Linked DNA regions of Mus musculus: region 1 is linked to region 2. Evidence: chromatin contacts called from public Hi-C data. All regions are on one chromosome and are shown on one strand. The core of a region is the stretch at or near the end of the contact, and the rest is flanking DNA. Distances in the headings are between cores, read along the strand shown.

Region 1 (4,108 bases), core at 1,324-3,823, 610 kb before region 2:
TGCTTAAAAATGTATTAACTACTTCATAGTTGTTAGATAGATCTGTGCACTTGTTTATTTAGAGTTGATTAATGCCTTTTTTCTGTATTCAGCAACATGCTAACTCACAGTTTACACTAGTTTTTGAATACAAGAGAATAAGAATAATTGATAAAGATCTGCACAACACACAGCAATAAATCAAAATGCATTTTGCAAAAGGTCTTTCCTGTTTTAAACTAATCTTTAACACTTTTCATTTGTTATTGGTAATGTGGGGCATTTGAGGGCATCCAAGTTCCCTGGGCTGGCACACTGGAAATTGTTTTATAGGATACCCAACAATTCCTAGGAGGGTTTTGGGGGAGGGGGGAATCAGACTTGATCTGGATGTGTCTTTACTGTTTGAGCCAATGGATGCAATAGATTTATTAAATTACTTTTTTTCATGATCAAGGGAGATGGACAAACGGCTGAGCTGCATGCCAAGTTCAATGTTTATCCTTTATCCACTTTACAGAGGAAAACACACTTTTTATGCTATTTATATTAAAATGGTTTCTAATGTATTATAGGAAGGCTTTCATTTTTCAGCTCTTCTGTAGGTAGCCTTTCCCTGCAGTTAATGATACATTTAATTGCTTAAGAACTGGGAAACTGGTAACTAGAGACTGAGCGTTAAATTGTTAAAAGTCAGGGAAAACCTATTTTCTGCTTTTCTCATAATTTTTTCTAAGTAAACTTAGAGACAAATCCAATTTTTAAAATAACAAACTACTAACCAAAGCAGCCAGCTTAATATATCTAACACAGTTCTGGTGATTTTTAGGATCTTAACTGGAAAGGAAAAGAAAGAAGTAGACCAGGAAACCCAGAGATACATACAGCAGGACATTCAAATGTACTGACACTAAGAAGATTGTGGTCTTTCACACATGCTATAAATAAGCTATACACCAATTGAGGCCCTGTTTATATAGGGCTTTTTGTACTATGTCAGTATTTAGAGGATTTGGAGCATTATCTTTGGCTATGAAACCTGGCTCATGACCAGTCTCTGCCTCTCTATTAACTTAGTTAAGTTTTCCTCAAATACCAGGGGATAACACATACAAACAGTAAATATACATAGGAATGATCATTTAAGAAATTATTTCATGCAGTTGTTTATGGGAATATTTTTGTTTCGACAGGACCCACAAAACTCACTTCGTTAAGCTGCAAAGCAAAACTAAATAGAGATGAGCTGTCAGTTGGCTTCTCAGACATCACATGAATGTTCTTCGACGAATAGTCTGAACACTTGAGGTTACAAATTACTATGGCCATATGCACCACACAGACCCCTTGTAAAATGCTAGTGAGACTCTTTCATAAGCACGCTAAACTGTAGCATCTTCAAGAAACACTTTTTTTTTTTTTTTTTGCACAGTAAACCAACTTCTCAGATCACAGGACTTGTCATTCTAAATATCAGAGGTTTTTATCACTTAGCATAAACTCATCAGGAAATACTGGTCCGAATGGAGTTCAGAAACAAAGAAATGTGGTCATTTTTCTTATTTCAAAGGAATTAGCTGTAAGAAATCAGAAGCACTGCCGCCTTAGGTAGTTTCTGTGACAGGAGGCTACGTAACGCTCCGCTCCGTGCTTGCTAACTCGTGTTCTCCCCGAAGGCTTTCCTTGGCTTCCTCTTGTAAAGGATTCTCACTAGATCTTTTCACTCTGGAATGGAATTCACTCTACTTGTTTGCTCGCTCTTCTCTCTCTCTCTCTCTCTCTCTCTCTCTCTCTCTCTCTCTCTCTCTCTCTCTCTCCCTCTCCCTCTCTCTCTCTCCTCTCCCCTCTCCCCTCTCTCCCTCTCTCCCTCCCTCTCTATCTATCTATTCTTTCCTTTAAGAAAGTGTTTCTTATGGAGATTTCCTTTTTCTTCTTCTAGGAAGTATGTAGAGCCCCTTTCAGAAAATTGAACTGAGTAATTAAGCTCAGATTCTGATTCCTGTTGAAGTGTACGGGCAGAAAGTTTTGCCCTGTAAACAAAAATGGATTCAGAATTTTCTGAAAACATTGTGAACTAAGGGTTTAGAAGATATAAGACTCAGCAATGAAGCAAAGACATTTGTATGAATTTTTTTCATTTATTTATTATTAATTTATTTATTCACTTTACATCCAGATTGCAGTCCCCCATCAGTCCCACCCTCACAAACCCATCCCTTCATTACCCCCTCCCCTTCTCCTCAGAGAAGGAGAAGTCCACCGTGAGTACTAACCTGTCCTGGCACATCATGTTGCACCAGGACTAAATGCACTCACTCCCATCGAGGCCAGTCAAGGCAGCCTAGCTAGGGTAAGGGGGCCCAAAGGCGGAGCAAAAGGATTCTTATAGTCTTTAGCATTCCTGGGGTGTGGACTGTGTTTCCTAAGGTCTGCTATGGTTGGACTCTGCAGCAACTTACACCAGCACATGATGTCAGCCATCAGACTAAATAGTCCTGGCCATCCAGATTTCAAAGGACCAGTCAAGGGGTGACATTGCACTGAAAGAGCAAGCTGTCAAGAATTTTACCCGCTGCTGATAAACTGATTATAGAGCTGCTTAAGACTCTGCTTGTAAACAAAAGCATTTATCAACTAATAATTTGCAATAAACTCATGCAACTCCCAGCTGAGCCCCTAACTGTAATTGTCTTTACCATCTGCCTATTAAAATACCATTCTTCATCAGCAATCAGGAGCAGAAGGGAGGAAATCTCCACCAAAATACACAACTTGCAAGCTTATGAATAATCGGAGTGCATTCTGCACTTTCATTTCTGACTTGTGTGTTGGGTGTTCTTAATTTAAATTCTTGCCCAGCCTGGGAGGCTCAGAAATCAGGTGGAGGGGAAAAGAGGAGGGGAGGGGGAACTGACACACTGTGCCTGCTGCTCTGCAGAGGCATAAATTATACAAGTTCATCATAGGAGGCTGTTTTTAATTTCTTTTTCCCTCTTTCCATTTCTCTGTGTAATATGCATTGCAGGATCACAATGAAGCTCCCTTAAGCACCAGGCTAGAAATGAGCCTCTCAGTGCCTCTGTCAACTTGTCCATTTCTATTAGACTTCTTTGTTTTGCCTTTCTATTTATTTATTTTTTTAATTCCCAGAAAGTAATCGATTTTTCTCTAGGGAGCTAGATCAAAAGTGTGACACCAGTGGATGAGGTGAAAGACTGGCATCCCCTGCAGCAACTGGTCAGATCCCTGGAACAGAAATGCCAGCATTTGGCAGGAACCTGAGTTTTCAGCCTTGATTTGCAATCACTCAGAGATACTGCCCAGTTACAGCTCTCGTTGTGTCCTGTGTCCTGTGTGCTAGGAGATGTCCTGTACACGTCACCTCTGAGAGATGGGCTTCAGCATCAGCCACATGAAGCACTCAGAACTCCCCTAAGTGATGATCTTAAGAGATCTGTGGGCAAAAGCAGCCAGGAGAGGGGATTGCATCTTTCTGCAAGCCATCTTTAGTCAACATATTCCATACCTTGGTAAAGTTTATTAGCTTTTAAATATATTTACCCAAATGTTCTCCTAACAAAACATGATACTTATCAAAAAAAAAAAAATCCCAACAACCATACAGTATTAAGCAATCTGTGATGCTTGGAAAATTAAAAATTATAAGTACTATGCATTATTTTCATGCTCTTTTGTTGCCCAGAGCATGTTTCCTGTTTCAGTGTTTCTCTCTTCTCAGGGAGCATTTTATCTGTCCATAAAAGCTCAGTAATTCTGAAGGAGATCATGGGTCGAATGTGTCCTACAGTAAACAATGGCTATCATTTGTAATTAGGGTTCAAGTTCTAAAGATGACAATGTGTGTTGGGTTTTCTTATTGCAACATATAATTTTAAATTAATGTTTATGCTTTTATTTCACTTTATATGAGCTTTCCTTTGAGTAATTATTTTTCTTTACAATCAACTGTTAAATATAACGGAACTAATAATTTCCCGCTGTGGAAAAATGACAATGGCGTGCATGCACCTGTTTTTTACTCTATCTGGTTTGGCAAACAAAGTTAATGGGAAACAGGGATTCTAACTTTCTTCCCGGGCTGGGGAGGACCGGAAGTGTAGGCAGAACT
Region 2 (3,895 bases), core at 1,345-3,844:
TAGAAAGCTTATAAAGACCAAGAAATTGTTTCTCACTTCTTCTGCAGTCTAGAAGATTCAAGATCAAGGTGCAGGTGACCGTGAGACTTCTGAGACCCTGCTTCTCCACAGACAGCCTTTGTTTGCTGTGACCTCTCATGTGGGAAGCTCCACAGAGCCTCTTGTTCTTCTTTGGTGAAGGTACTAATTTCACCCATGAGGGCTCTGCTCACAGGACTCACTTTCCCAAAGCCCTGCTGCTTAAGGTTGAAGGTTAGAATTTCAGCATACAAATTTTAATGGCAAATAAATATTCAGACCCTTGAAGGAAAGAAAGGTATTCGCTTAAAATTGTACAAACGAAAGAGCAGAGCCGGCATTAAGGTTGCAGCCTTCATCAGAATCCAAAGAGTAAAATCTTCCTGCTCCAGCACACTGCCTTTAACATTCTTTTTTTTCTGTCATAAAACCCAGGATAAACAGAATAGATCCTTGGACTTCATTGTTTCTAAGGCTGGGGATAAAAAGAGAAAAATGCTATAAGGTGGGACACCCTAGGACCTGAAGGTCCCAGAGGATCAAACAGGGTTCTTTCTCAAGGTCATTCTGAAGGTCAGGCGAGTGGGACTCTTAGGTCAGTGCTCAGTAGACTGCCATCTCTAGCAAAAAAGGAGGCAAAAACTACCCATTAGAGAACAAAAAGAAAACAAAACCTCACTAATCTATCTCCCAAAATAAGTGGTTATTCCTGACTTTGCAGCTGGGACGTGTTTTTAGGCTCACTAATAGCAAGATACTAGTAAACACCTTCCACCTGAAGTAATGATTTGGTTAGGAAACGCATTCCTACAGAATAACCAACGGTGGCTATGAATATATTTCTGCCACTCCTTTGATTGTGTCATGTGGTATTATGATTCTTTGAGCATTACTGCTAAGATGTGACATGTTTTCAAAACGATCATTAAAATAGCATAATTACTACCAATTGTTCAAAGCAATGAAATGCTATTTATTATATGATATGCAGGCACATGAATGTGCTTTTCTTGTTCAATTTGTGTTGATTTCAGTTTTTATTATACGGCTAGGATATTGATCAAGCACTTTAGCAAGTGCCCTCAAAAAACAGAAAGAAATAGTTTACTCTTTTACTACCACCAACTTTAATATGAAATATTTTTGCCAGGATTCTGTGAACACCAATCGTATAATACAAACCATGGAAAAGTTCCAGGCTGTGTTGATTTGTTTTATGAATGCTGTGTGATGCCAGATTGGAGGTGTACATCTGTGGGGGTTGGCCAGTCATCCTTCTGCCGTCTGTGTATCTGTATGGTTAAATGAATTAGCTAATATAAAAACAGCATAAACAAGTTTAGTGTCATGGAATTTCCTTTATAGCACACAGAATATTCATATCTAAGTGAAGAAGTAGAGAGTCATGTCCAAGTGCTGTAACTTGGGATAGAGCACAGTATCGAGTAGAAAAGCCCTGAGCACATGGTGCTTAGCTGCTCCCCTTTTCACCGTTTTTTTTTTTTTTTTTTTTGTGCATAGTTTTACCAGTGGTAGTATCTCTGCAAACTAGAATGGAGAACACAGATATTCTGCAGTACTGGAGAAACCATCCAGTATCTGAAGGCCGTTCAGTGACCACTCAATTCCTAACTCTTTGGAGGAAACCAAGCCAGAAGGGTTCACTCGTCAACTCTGGATACTCACCTCTGAATTATTATTTTTTTTTTTTGTACAGCAAACACTATAATCAGCTACCAAGAGAGCCTCCTACTCTGACGTATGTATCAGGTAGCAATGTAACATTCCTGTCCTAGGCTTTGCATCCACTGTGCGTCAATCTACAGCACTTCGGGTCTCCGGGCTCACACTGAAGTCTCTTCTAGCCAACATTCACCTTGCATTTACTCCCCGTTGGATTAACCATAAAATGTTTTCTGATATATTGGTTGACTTTAACTTTCATTGTGGTTTTTTTTTCTTGCTTCTTAAATATTATTTTGTTTGAGGCATTACTTCTGTCTGGATTCATTGTGTGTGTGCAAGTGCATATGTGCATATGTGGGTATGATGTGCACATGTGTGCCTGTGTAACAACTATGAGCATGAATAAAGAGAAGCAGTGAATGATCTCTTCAAAGAAAGTATGCATACAATATACAGTAGATATAATTAGTGTTAATTTCAATGGTGGGATTTTTAAGTTGGAGAAGAAACAATAAAACTTTTATTTTTAGCTAACAGTTTGTGAGCTAATTTAGTCCTTGATTTCCTTCCAAGTATGATAGTTTAAATTTGCCCCAGATGGAATTTCTCTTCTGTTCAAATTGCTGGACAGCAACAGAACAGCCATTTGTAACAAAGTCTGCAGAAGTGGGCTGGTGCTCCTACTCTTCCAAATACATTGGTCTGTTTGTAAGAAGAGTGGCCCCCATAAATCACCATGAATTAAAGAGGTACACACCCGTCCCAATCCAAACATCAGGAAGAAGTGGTTGCCCAATAGATAAGGACATAAACAAGTGCACAGCATCACTTGAGCTTCTCCAGCAGGTCCGTATTTTTGGAATGCAGCCCGCGCTATTTCACATGCTGCTCTCTCTCTAATCTTGACTGACTCACAGTCTTGTGATAGTGAGATAAGCTAGGTAGGCAAATTTTTATAGAGTTGCAATTACTGAAATTGTCATTACGCTGCTCACTGTAAAATAAATATAGATAGAAGTGAAATTATGCGCAGGCTAGAAGTAGAAAGTGTTTTGCTTCTGTTTGCTAAATTAATCTCTTCCTAAATGGCTGCAGGCCAGGTAGGTTAGCATTTGTGGTTTCAAAGGTTTTCAGCGCTTGCAATGAGCCATGAAATTACTGCATGCTGCTGAAAATGGCAGCTGATGAAAGGAGAAGAGAGAATCCCAAAGGCAGAAAGACAGGAGGAAGCAAAATTACAGGCAGAAAGTCTGATTTTTGATGTTGCTCATTGTGAAATGTACACCCAAACTTTTAATAAAACATAAAACATTAATAAACCTGCTAACAATTCCTCACAATTGCTTTTGAAGTCTGAGTATAATTTCTGAATACTTATTAAAACAGGCAGCAAGTGGCTCAGAGGTCGGTGAGCAGGCTCCTGTCTGTGGGATGGGCTCTGTGGGAAGGCTTGCTGCTTAGGACTTTTGAAATAAGATTTTTTTTATTGATGATTTTAATTGAATTGTACAAAGGATTGATTTTCAGTTAAGGAAAGTACCCAGTTGCCTTTACCCAGGTTCCTTTAGTTTCCATTAGAATTAACTAATCTCAGTTTTGATACATTCCCTGGCATGCACACAACCAGAGCTGCTATCTTGTTTTGAACCATTTGAACATCCATAGAATAAGGTGATATCTATGTCTTCATTTGTAGTTTTAAAAGCCCTTTGGGCCTGAGGGCTGTGCCCTATGGGTTCTTACCCTTTTCTCAGGAAGAATGTGAATCGGTTTGATTTTGAAAAACCACAAACACCATACCTTGCCACAGACAGGCAGGCTATCCATGTCAAAAGGAGGCATTCTCTGGCTCCCTAGGCTTTGCCTCATGAGGATCCATTTCAAATTGAAGGTTGTAACAGTTCTTAAATATATTTATAAAGGTGTTTCCCATCTTGTAATGAAAATCAGTCTTCAAAGCCTTCAGACACTTCATAGCCAAGAGAGATTCCTGAGACATGCAGGGATGCTATTTAGAATTCCACAATTTCTGGATATTAGACAAACTGCAACTGGAGTTCATTTGTACTAAAACAATCTTGCTACCACTAATACAAAACACACACACACACACACACACACACATTCTTAGAGATTCTAAGCACTCACAGTTGCATGGTTTTATAGATTAATTACTAGGAAGACAGAATTG

What was found. Hi-C and Micro-C count contacts between places; a contact is called where the count stands out from the background.
Region 1: a Hi-C map of cerebellum shows a contact between it and region 2, with 2.5 times the contacts expected there. The contact joins two enhancer-like sites. A contact is called at or near these places in 2 of 15 datasets of contacts at CTCF or cohesin (the NIH/3T3 cell line and pro-B cells) and 4 of 484 Hi-C or Micro-C datasets (cerebellar granule neurons, cerebellum and embryonic fibroblasts).

Annotation. Positions count from the first base shown.
Region 1 is chr15:41,081,131-41,085,238 of GRCm38.p6, reverse strand. The region is part of intron 5 of Zfpm2 (zinc finger protein, multitype 2); the gene reads right to left. Among named protein-coding and RNA genes, the nearest start is that of Gm46502, 91 kb to the left of the region's middle. Within about 2 kb of position 2,573, at least 7 of the 459 cell types and tissues checked have an H3K27ac peak or open chromatin away from gene starts, as enhancers often do. A contact at or near this core is called in cerebellar granule neurons and cerebellum, where this site is marked.
Region 2 is chr15:40,474,765-40,478,659 of GRCm38.p6, reverse strand. No RefSeq gene overlaps it. Among named protein-coding and RNA genes, the nearest start is that of Gm16294, 51 kb to the left of the region's middle. Within about 2 kb of position 2,594, at least 7 of the 459 cell types and tissues checked have an H3K27ac peak or open chromatin away from gene starts, as enhancers often do. A contact at or near this core is called in cerebellar granule neurons and cerebellum, where this site is marked.